Linked DNA regions of Zea mays: all the other regions are linked to region 1. Evidence: chromatin contacts called from public Hi-C data. All regions are on one chromosome and are shown on one strand. Each heading gives the region's core, a stretch centred on a gene start, on an enhancer-like site or on the middle of the called end of the contact. The rest is flanking DNA. Distances are from core to core; before and after follow the strand shown.

Region 1 (3,437 bases), core at 561-3,060:
ATTATTATCATTCCATGTTGATAATTATGGGAAATTAAAATTGTATACTCGTAAACATATATGAATTTTCATGAAAAACTTGAAGACCTCTCGGTAAACTCAAATTGAGAACTGGACCTAAACGAAACTAAATGTTTTTTTAAACCTCTTGGTATATGCAGGTGCCTGCAATTATCCCCAACAAGTAGCAGAGGATAAAACTCCTTTAGGGCTAATTTGGGAGGAAGAGAATTGAAGGGGATTGAGGAGGCTAAAATCCCCCTTCATTCCTATTTAATTTTGAATTGGGAGGAGATTTTAGTACACTTAAGGCTACTTTGGGAACCTCAAACCTCCTTTGGGATCGGAGGGGATTCAGGTGGAAATAAACTAATTTCCTCTCCAATCCCTTTCTATCCCAAAGGGGATTTGAGTTTCCAAACTATCTCTTAAAGTTAATTTGGTAACAAGGAGATCACGAAGGATTGGAGGTAAAAATGAACTAATTTCCCTGTCAATCCGCACTAATCTCCCGTGATCCTTGGCACCAAATCAACCCTTAATCACTTCCAATTCCCTTGCCACCAAACTGGCCCTTGGCTAGTTTTCTCCCTCAATCCTCTTCGATCAATATTGGCGGGAATTTGAGAGTCTAAACTAGCCCTTACGGATGATAGGGCACAGTCAAGTAAAATTCAGGCACATGCGTACTGTTTCCCACCAGTTTGAGGTTATTAAAAACAAGGGATTCGATCAAGTGGGTGCAACACACGAGGACAATGCAGGAATTTTGTCGTATCCGCCCCAAAAAATATCATATACAGAAGTACAGTACAGAGAGCAACCAATAAACAAATCTTGAGAACTTTCAGAAGTACATATTCAAATCGAACGACATCCAGCAAATTGACCGATCGATCGATGCACCTGGCCTCAAACGATAGAAAACTTTCTTTCTGAAGGAACAAAGAAATCGAAGAACAGATAAAGTGGGAGATCCAAATAGAAAAACATGAACTAAATTTGAAGAAACTGAAGGAGCAGATGTAAGAGGGAAAATCGTGAAGAAAGCCAATTGGCTGCTCTTTTTGGTATAATTCGGAGAAATAAAGGTCGACGACTCTCAAGCCTCAACAAGAGCAGCTAGCAAGAAAAGCAATTGGAAGAGTGTAGCAAGTAGATCATGAAGGTGGAACATGCCAATTGTGTGGTGATGAACTGATGATGAGCTAGGGTGGTTCTCACGCAGGCAATCACTGATCATCAGATACAGAGGGAGAGAGAGAGAGAAAGTGGTACAGAGAGAGATCATCGATCCGCAGCAGGCAACATAGAGATACATACAGATAGATCAGCTTACATACCGCGAGAACTGTGTTGCAGAAGCTGCAGTGCACATAGCACACATGATCTGCCGGCGCGATTTGGGCCGAAGACATTCCTTCTGACCGGTCTCCGCCGCCGCCTCGCCGTGCGAACAACAGCAGTACTTTCGATCCCAGCTCCCGGCAACCAGCGAGAACCAAGAAGAGCGAGGAGGAAGACCAACAGGTACAGCTCAATTTAATTTGCAGCTACAAAGGCAGCAGGCTAGGTTTGCACATCCATCCTCTCCTACTGATATATATGTGTATCTCGAGTTTATGTGTGCTGAGGGAGGGAGGGAGGGAGGGAGGGAGAGAGAACCTACGGGAGAGGAATGACGAAGGAAGAAGAGATTGAGCTATCCCACTTTCCTCTTTTCTTTTCGGTTTGAGAGAGAGAGAGGAGAGAGAGGGCGTGTGGGGGCAAGCAAGGCAAAGCAAAGCAATACTGGCAAGCAGCAGTGCTTTTATTTGTTGTGGTGGCCTTGTGTGTGTGTGTGGGAGCAGCAATATGCTGGGTAGAGAGAGAGAGAGGGGAAATGCCATGATTGCTACAATGAGTGGGTGGAAGATACACTCCTACCTTGCATATATCTGTCTATCTTGCAAACATGTACTCTCTAACTACCAAAATAAATGCATATCTTCGAGGTCAAAACGCTAAACTTATAAAAAATACTATTATTTATGATACATAACAAATATTATTAGATTGATTATACAATATACTTCTATAATAAATTTATTTGAAGATATAAATATTCAATATTATTTTCGAGACGTGTGCTTACTTATTTTGAGTTTAAATGATCCGTACTCTGCTCTCCTCTCATAAATTGTCCACCTGCAAAAAGATCTGCATACGCATTCAGTCTCTGAATTGTTTATACACAGTCACTAAATTTCCACTGCTACAGTCTGCTGGAGGCCAGCATACCGGTTTCTTGATTCTTGACGGTTGCGTTGACAGCAAAGTTTCGTAAAAAGAGAGGTCTTTCCACTTTACAGTAAATAAATCATGACAAGTCAATTGAACATGACCTCCAGTCAAATCTCGGCACTCTCTTGGAGCTGTTCTTTTAATCATGATTGGTTCCTTTTGGTTATGTAGTAAAGTTGAGGGGCAATTTTCTAGACTGAAATTTTGTTCAGTGCCTTATTTGCCATCACAAATATCTTAAATAATTATTTTAAGACATTTGTGATAATAAATAAGGTATTGAACAAAATTACAATGTCATATAAAGATTTTTTTTAAATTAACATACTTATATCCCTATGAAGCATCAGTTTTTTTGTTTCCACCGCCATGTCATTTGCAAAAAAGTACTTCTACTCATTTTTATCTAACCCACAATCTACCGTCGACGTGTGTCGTTATGTGTAGTTATATGGGGGTTTCTTTATGTGTCATTTTCCACCAAACACGCGCTTGTTCGCTTCCCGCCTACGAAAAACAATCTCCCCGCACGCACCCGTGAAAAATCCAAAAAATTATGTGCTCGCTAGGGTTTGAACCTAGGTCACAAGGAACAAACTACCACCTCTTATAACAAACCACCTTCTCCTAGGTATTATAAATGTATATACTAATAATTTTAAAATTAAATAAATCGTGACAGACTGAGTTGACACTGCGGGCTGAGAGAAGACGGTCCAGGCATGGCACAAGCCACTTTAAATCATATCGGGCCAGGTCGTGGCACTATTAAATGGATCGTACCTTAGGCCAGCCCGTTAGACATAACTTATTTAGCTATTTATAGTCCATTACCTCCTCCCTCACCGTCCCTGATCTCGCGAACGTGAGAAAAAGTGAGAGAAAAAACTTTATTTTATCTGGCCCCCACAACATATACCTCTCCATTAACGCTCACCTAATATATGAGTTTAGATCGTATTTGAATAACTATCTTATTTAAGCAATGTCTACTTATATGATATATAAAAATTATAGTGATGCACGTGCGACTAATTAACTAGTGTGTAATTAAAGTTAGTGTTTGTATTAGTAGGAGAGAGAGGACTATAATAATCGTGTATATATATATATATATTGTAATATATAAATACAGTATACGACGTCACTAAAAT
Region 2 (3,437 bases), core at 414-2,913, 700 kb after region 1:
ATTTTGCATAGTATGGAGATTTTATCCCCTCCAATCCCCTCTATTCCCCTTCTATCAGACAAGCCCTAAGCGGATTTTGTCAGATTCTACATCTTAACCCTATATAAATTCACCAATTTTAACTTTGCAAAACACACCCAACTAAATTACCCCACACCCATAGTCTTCCCTAAATCCAACAAATGATTTGTGCTTGGACATAACACACTCTCAAAAACAACGATTCAGATTGCTGGATAACTCTTCTCTCTTACTCTAATTCAATGATCAATGTTATTTAGATTATTTTTACTCCCTCACCCCTCACAGTAACCTCACTGCTCTCCCCTTTCCCTCACTCACGTCGTCGCTGGCCCCTCCTCCTCCCCTCCTAGAAAACGTAGCTAGCACATACGCCGCTGGTCCCTCCTCCCCTCCTAGAAAACGTAGCTAGCACATACGAGTATACTTAGTATCTATACTACTCTATTAAGAACCAAATATGGGCACCTGGTCTCACGCCCAGCGCCCGCGCAACGCTCTATCAGCTACTACGCCTACCAACCATCTAACCCCGCCCGCGCAGCCAGCTACTGCGTCTACCCAGCACCCGACCCCGCCCGCGCAGCTACCACACGAGCGAGCACTCGAATCCACGTCCCTTCTCTAGAAATTTAGGGCTAACCATCAAAATCACACATACATTAGTGTTTAGAAATAAACAATATTATATTTAAATATCTATTTATATGATATATAAAACCGTATTAAAACACCGCCACCAACTGGCTAGTATATTTATTAGATATTCAAAGCAATCTGATGGATCATTTATGATTTTTAATGTCTTTTCGTAACATCCAAATTGCACCGGATAAAGTGAAAATGGAGGTCCGAGTGTTCCACCCCACTCACCGTCAAATCATGGTAATGTCAAGAATACTATTGTGTTCCATGGTTTTTCTTTTATCCATGAGCGTTAAGGCGCGTGTAATAATGCATGCTAGTATATCCCTGCAAACAATACCCAATACCCAAGAATAAAGTGACATCAGCAAAATGCTTTCGATCTTATTCCAAGATGTGTTACCTTTTCATTACCTGAACCGGTCATAGCCTACCCAACCCAACCAATCCAAATGATGTCATGTATACTAACCCAACCAATCCAAATGATGTCATGTATGTATGACTTGTACACACATCCTCCAATAATGATCCAAGGAACGTGAATTATACAACAAGATTAAAAGTAGACAAAACACCCACAAGATTAACGGAATTAACTACAAAAATAGTAGGGGACATATCGTGTATAATCATGAATATTGATGTAACTGTATAATTATATCACAAGGATCAAGTTGATAAAACATTTAAAAAATAAAAAAAACGTGCAGAGGGAGTTGGGAACCTTGTTTTTAAAAGAATATCTTTTTTTTTTAAAAAAAAGATACACTTATCTCTATCTTTATATCTTGATATAGTTGTACGGTTGCACAAGATATAGATTGAAACCGATTCCAGATAAAACCTAAAAAAGTCAAAATAAATAAAGTATAATAAACGAAAAGCAAAAAGCGAGATTGACACGACAGCAGGGGCGAGGCCGGCCAGTGGGCCCACATCTGCGATATCTCCCAACCCCAGAAAATTACAAAAGAAACAAAATTAATTAATGAACTGGTAAAACCTTTTCCTCGCTATTTATTTCCTCTCTCCCTCACTCTCCCTCCTCGTCGCTCGTTCCGTTCCGCGCGTGCATTTTTCTCCTCGTATATTCCCGTCCCAATCTCCAACTGCTTCCTCAAATCCCGCCCCGCCCCGCCCCGACATAAATCCGGGCCCCTAATCCCGATCCCGCCGCCAAAATCCAATCCTGCGCCGTCCTCTCCTCTCAATTCGTGTGTCGCTGGGCCGGTTCGGGCGCGGGGATCGAGTCTCCCGTGGTGCTCTTGCAGCCGAGCTGGGATTCTCGGGGGCAATTGGGTTGGAGTTTGGATTTCCGCTCGGAGGTTGGTGGTGGTGTGGTCGCCGGGAGCCTTTGACTTTTTTTTTTGCCGGAGTACGGAGGAGCAGGGGGCCTGTTTGACCTCCGGTGCGGTGATGGTGGCGCGGATGATGCGGTGGCCTCGGCCGCCGCCGGCGCGGAATATCCGCGTCCGCCTGGTGGTGCGGCGGGCGGAGGGCCTGCCCCCGCCTCCTGCGCCCCTCTCGCCTGACGGGTCCCCCGGCCCCGAGGCCGAGGCGAAGGCGTTTGTGGAGGTGAGCTGGAAGGGCCCGAAGATGTCGCCGCTCTCCTCGCTGCGGCGCGCGCAGCGGCCTCCCAGGAACCAGACGCGGAAGGAGGCGCTGCCGGCCGTCGCCGCGGCCGCTCTCGAGGATGGCGCCGCCGCCGCCCCTGCTCTAGCGGTGTCGGCGGTGGCCTGGGACGAGGAGTTCGAGAGGGATGCGGCGCTCACGGCGACGTCGCACCGTGAGCCCGCTGCGTTCCACCCCTGGGACGTCACCTTCTCCGTTGTCAGCGTGAGCATCTCTTCCTTCTCCCGCCTTCGTCTCGCCTGAGCTGGATCAAATCTATTGTGCGTTTGTTCGTGTGTGCGACAAAACGAAACTTTTTTTTTTGCATGTGATCCCTCGATGGATTAAATGTTTGGATTGGCTGTTAACACTGGATTAATTCTGCCATCTGTATTATAGTAATTCCTTTTTGGATTTTTTAAGCATTTGATATCCATCATATTGATGGCGAAAGCTTTGACTTTTTGCTTGGAAAGGGTCATGCCTCATTGATTATTTGTTGGTACCATAGTAGAAAGTGATGAATTATTGAAATTCCAATATGTCTTATCTTTACTGGGGAAAATACTTAGAAGGCATCAAAATGATGCTTTAATAGAGGAAGGCATCTGGGTTGAATTATTCTTTGTACATAGATATATTCTGTGCTATAAAGCCTATCACTTTAGATCCTTAGCAAAATCGTTCATGTTATCCACATCCACATGTATATGTTGACAGTTGCCTTGGTGTTAACTCTGTTTTCTGCTTCATTGGTTGTTTCTTAGGATGAATAGCCTGGCCTCGTTTTATTTCTTTCCGTGTTGAGGTCAATTCATGTTATTTTTTTTATGATTTCCTGATAGGATTAGTTTAATTTGGGTAGCTTAATAAGAAAAAGGTGAAAGACTTTTTCTAGGTAAATTATGTTGGTTTCACAACCTTTCTTATTGGATAAGAAACAGTCTAGCTGTCAAACGCTTAAATTGACAAGTAATTCACCTGCCTTGACTAGGTCATGTTCCGTGTTATCATTTTGTAAATAGAGATGGTAGATCAGGAAGTGCGCATAGTTTAACCTCTTGTTGCGCTGGAAACTCAGGAGGAATTGGCTGTTATGAATTGTTTCGGGTTGTTGTCCTTGTCTTGCATTGTTGCCGTGGGCCCCAGACAAGCAC
Region 3 (3,437 bases), core at 465-2,964, 520 kb after region 1:
AAGGTATTTCTATACAGGTAGATGTTCTGGCATATAATGCTTAATTTGTCTTTACTGACCTAGTGATCTATCATACAAAAGCAAGCTAGATTTGCCTGCTATAAAAAATGTATTAGTAAAAAGGTTGACATGTAGTGCTTGAGACATAGAACTAAATGTATTCATCGCCTCTGTGTACTATTTCTTAGAAGCTTGCTACAAATTCATTGTCTTCCACTGACCTTCGTATCATGAGTATTAGATGGCACATATTGCTGTGTTTTTAGGACAATGAAAAATTGAAAGTATGACATATGTTGTGCACCTCTATGTTGGCATTATTCTTTCATGAGGTTGTATGAACTATTGTCCTTAGTGTTGTTTAGCTCGAATGTTTTGAAACCAGATTTGCCAAAATCGAAGTAATGGTCCACATGGTGTCGTTGTTATTATTCCTGAAGTTGTGATGAATATTGAACAATGCTTCAGCAAGTTTCATCTAAACATATGCCTCCATATAAATTGTACCGATACAAAATCAAATATCAAGTTTCATCTAAATATATGCCTCCATATAAATTGTACTGATACTAAATCAAATATCAACGTGCAAGTTTTATAAGTGACAACAGAATTTGGAAAGTGACAACGTTAGAACTTAGAATGGACTGAAAAGTATGCTGATAAAAAGAAGAAAGTGTATTATCAAGTGTGTATGAGCTATTCCTTCTGTCAATTTTTGGACGTAACTTCACAAAAAAACATTAAGAAATAAAGAAAGAAGAAAACTGAAGAAACCATAAGACTCAGATGCATGTAAGAATAAGACATAAAGCATCGTATCACCTATTTGCTCGATGATATGACCAATACACGTTTTTATGCTGGGTGGATGTAGGTCAGGATGCCTTTTGCAAGCCAAGAAGCAGCAAATGCTCCTCTTTCCGACAGACCTATTTGGTCAACTGGGTAATGTCACATGATGATAAAAAAATAAAATTGTTAGTTTAATATGGTGATGGAACGTGATGCTATTATATAGGATTTATCTTGTTTGATATATTGACCTAAACCACAATGCTGAAGAGTTCATTAATTATTTTTTATGATTAAATATTACTATAGGAAGATGCTACTATCTGTAGATGACAGGCCCGAATGCGTAGAGAAGCAAAGAATGTTTTGTAAAAATATCGTTAGTAGATTAGGACAGAAGAGTCCACACGGTCTAGATACGAACGCTAGGAGCGAGGCGGAGCTCAACCGCTTGGCCTAGGGGGTAGGGGCATGGGGGAGCACCTCGGCACGGTGGAGCCAGCCGCTCGGCGCCGATGTCTGTCGGGACGTGGCGCCAGGGAGGAGCTCGGCGGTGCTCGTTGGCGGCGCGGGAGCGGAACAGGCGGAGCGCTCGGCATCAACATTCTTGGCGGGGTAGGATGGAGTTGAACATCCTGAGCGGCGACGGTCAGTCAAGGGAGGACGAAGACTGACAGGGCGATACCGCAACAGGGCAGGCTGACCTGCGGAGGTGTTCTTCGGCGTCTCCTCTGGCTTCTCCAGTGGCCGGACCTCGTCCACCAGAGTGGTCAGCATATGCTGAGCTCTCAGCATCTCCTCTGGCTTATCCGGCGCCGTGATCTGCTTCGCGGCCGGTGCTGGCTCCTTTGCAGGCTTCTCCGGCGTCCTGATCTCGTCTACCAGAGCGGTGGCCTCTCTCAGCTTGTGTTGTGGGGCTGCAGGACTCGTCAGCTTGACTGGGACCTCAGATTGTTTTTTACTCGTTCGTTCGCATTCGTCTAGAAGAGTCGGGTGGTCCACCGATGCCAAATCGTGACCGTCGATCGTGTGGAGGAAACAACCGATTTTAGTCTAGAAGCATCGTGTCGCATGGAGCTGAAAAGTATCGACCGGAAGGATCGAGACGTAGAGAACGAAGGAGCGTAGTGATGAATGAAATTACATGGACACAAGATTGTATCGTGGTCGTTGATTGGAAATCTAAGGCCTGGAAATATTTGGGCTGACGTGGATAGCCTTATAGGCACCGTTTCCGTCCAGCTTTAATAATAAAGAAACTAGTGTTTACCGCGCGCCCATGCGCGTGTGACCACATATGGGTTAAGTGTTTGGTGTGAGCAACCAGGTACATAAAATAAATTTAAACATGATATGACTATATAATACGTAGGCAAGGAACTAAAATATAAATAGATAACGTTGTTCATCCTTAATAGTTGATACCAGTTGTAGAGTGCATTTAGAGTACAATACATACTAAGTAGTATTCAACCACCATACATCAACACTTAGCAATAGTGTGCTTGCAGGTGTTAAGTCAATATGTACAGATCCATAAATAGTCTACCAGTAGGTTCATATGTACAGGGAAGCATTCATGGTCCAAAAGTGATGGTTGCTCTTGATAGGTGCGCAAAAGCAAATACCTGTGTAGGAAGGAGGGAAAAAATATTAGAGTTGTTGGAAGTTTTTTTCCGAATAGTTTGCTAATGTTGCTGTGTAAAAGGGTGAGTGGAATACATTATGTTGACTGTGTATAAGTATATTTGTGGTGTATGAATAAGGTTTGCACATGGTGTTATACCTCCATGAACTTGATGATGATCTAGGAGCTTTTCTTTTTTGGGTCTGTAAGATCTGGTGCGCCTTTGTTAGTGTGGCTATGTTTTATCCTGTATAATATTATGAATGTTGTATTAGCGTGGAAAATAAGATGTATCATTTAAAAGAAGGTCGTCGTTGGTACTGCTATTATGTTCAACTATCTTTGTAATACATACCTTTTCGGTGGTGACGATAACTCTTGGTTGTTGACTTCACTTATGTGCTGGTCATCACCATGTGATTAAGTGCATAAAATATATGAATGTAGTTTGCTATGACAAAGTGGAAGTTCATTTTGTCTTAGTTTATTTATTCTGTGGGTATTGTTTGTATCAATTTATATCTGGTATTAAAATGCAATAGATATGTACCTTTGTGAGTGCATGGAAATTAAGTATTTAGCAGTACTAAAGGTACCTCTGTGTCATGCGGCATATCTGAATATATTAGAACGCGTCGTGCCTGTTGAATAGACTTCATTAAGTTGTATGCATGAAGGAATGATATGTTTATAATAGGCTGTACATGGCAAGAAAAATAAGAAGTTTCGTACCTCGTTTTTTTCGTTGCTACAGGTAGATAGTTTTGCCATTGATGTTGCTGGAGAGTCTTGTGTGGTCGGAAGGCTAGGTATTTCATCTTGTGTATGCAACTCTTGTTGAGGATGGCTAGGCATGTTAGATGGTATGAAGGATTGTCTTCCATGATTTGTTAAAATAGACAGAATAGAGAAGACTCTATTTGTGACTGAGTAGGCTGACATATTGATGGCAACTGCAAGGGTAAATTTCAGACACACAATAGCGGCTAGGGCTGCTGGGGGACCCTGAGAAGTT

The links. A called contact is a pair of places that touch in the nucleus more often than the background predicts.
Region 2: a contact with region 1 is called in a Hi-C map of ear, with 2.1 times the contacts expected there. The contact joins the promoter of LOC103650272 here to the promoter of LOC100193531 in region 1. A contact is called at or near these places in 2 of 25 Hi-C or Micro-C datasets (ear and endosperm).
Region 3: a Hi-C map of tassel shows a contact between it and region 1, with 2.6 times the contacts expected there. The contact joins the promoter of LOC118476683 here to the promoter of LOC100193531 in region 1. A contact is called at or near these places in 4 of 25 Hi-C or Micro-C datasets (ear, endosperm, leaf and 1 more).

The regions. Positions count from the first base shown.
Region 1 is chr3:110,903,028-110,906,464 of Zm-B73-REFERENCE-NAM-5.0, forward strand. LOC100193531 reads right to left here and starts at 1,811. Exons shown (of 6, transcript NM_001366963.1): 1 at 1,344-1,811. The coding sequence starts at 1,418.
Region 2 is chr3:111,599,300-111,602,736 of Zm-B73-REFERENCE-NAM-5.0, forward strand. It overlaps LOC103650272, which reads left to right and starts at 1,664. Exons shown (of 4, transcript XM_008675882.3): 1 at 1,664-2,505. The coding sequence starts at 2,086.
Region 3 is chr3:111,426,710-111,430,146 of Zm-B73-REFERENCE-NAM-5.0, forward strand. It overlaps LOC118476683, which reads right to left and starts at 1,715. Exons shown (of 2, transcript NM_001399071.1): 1 at 1,500-1,715; 2 at 484-1,430. The coding sequence starts at 1,590. The coding sequence ends at 1,252. LOC103652044 reads right to left here. Exons shown (of 8, transcript XM_035966576.1): 6 at 3,155-3,437; 7 at 2,582-3,063; 8 at 2,165-2,423. The coding sequence ends at 2,992.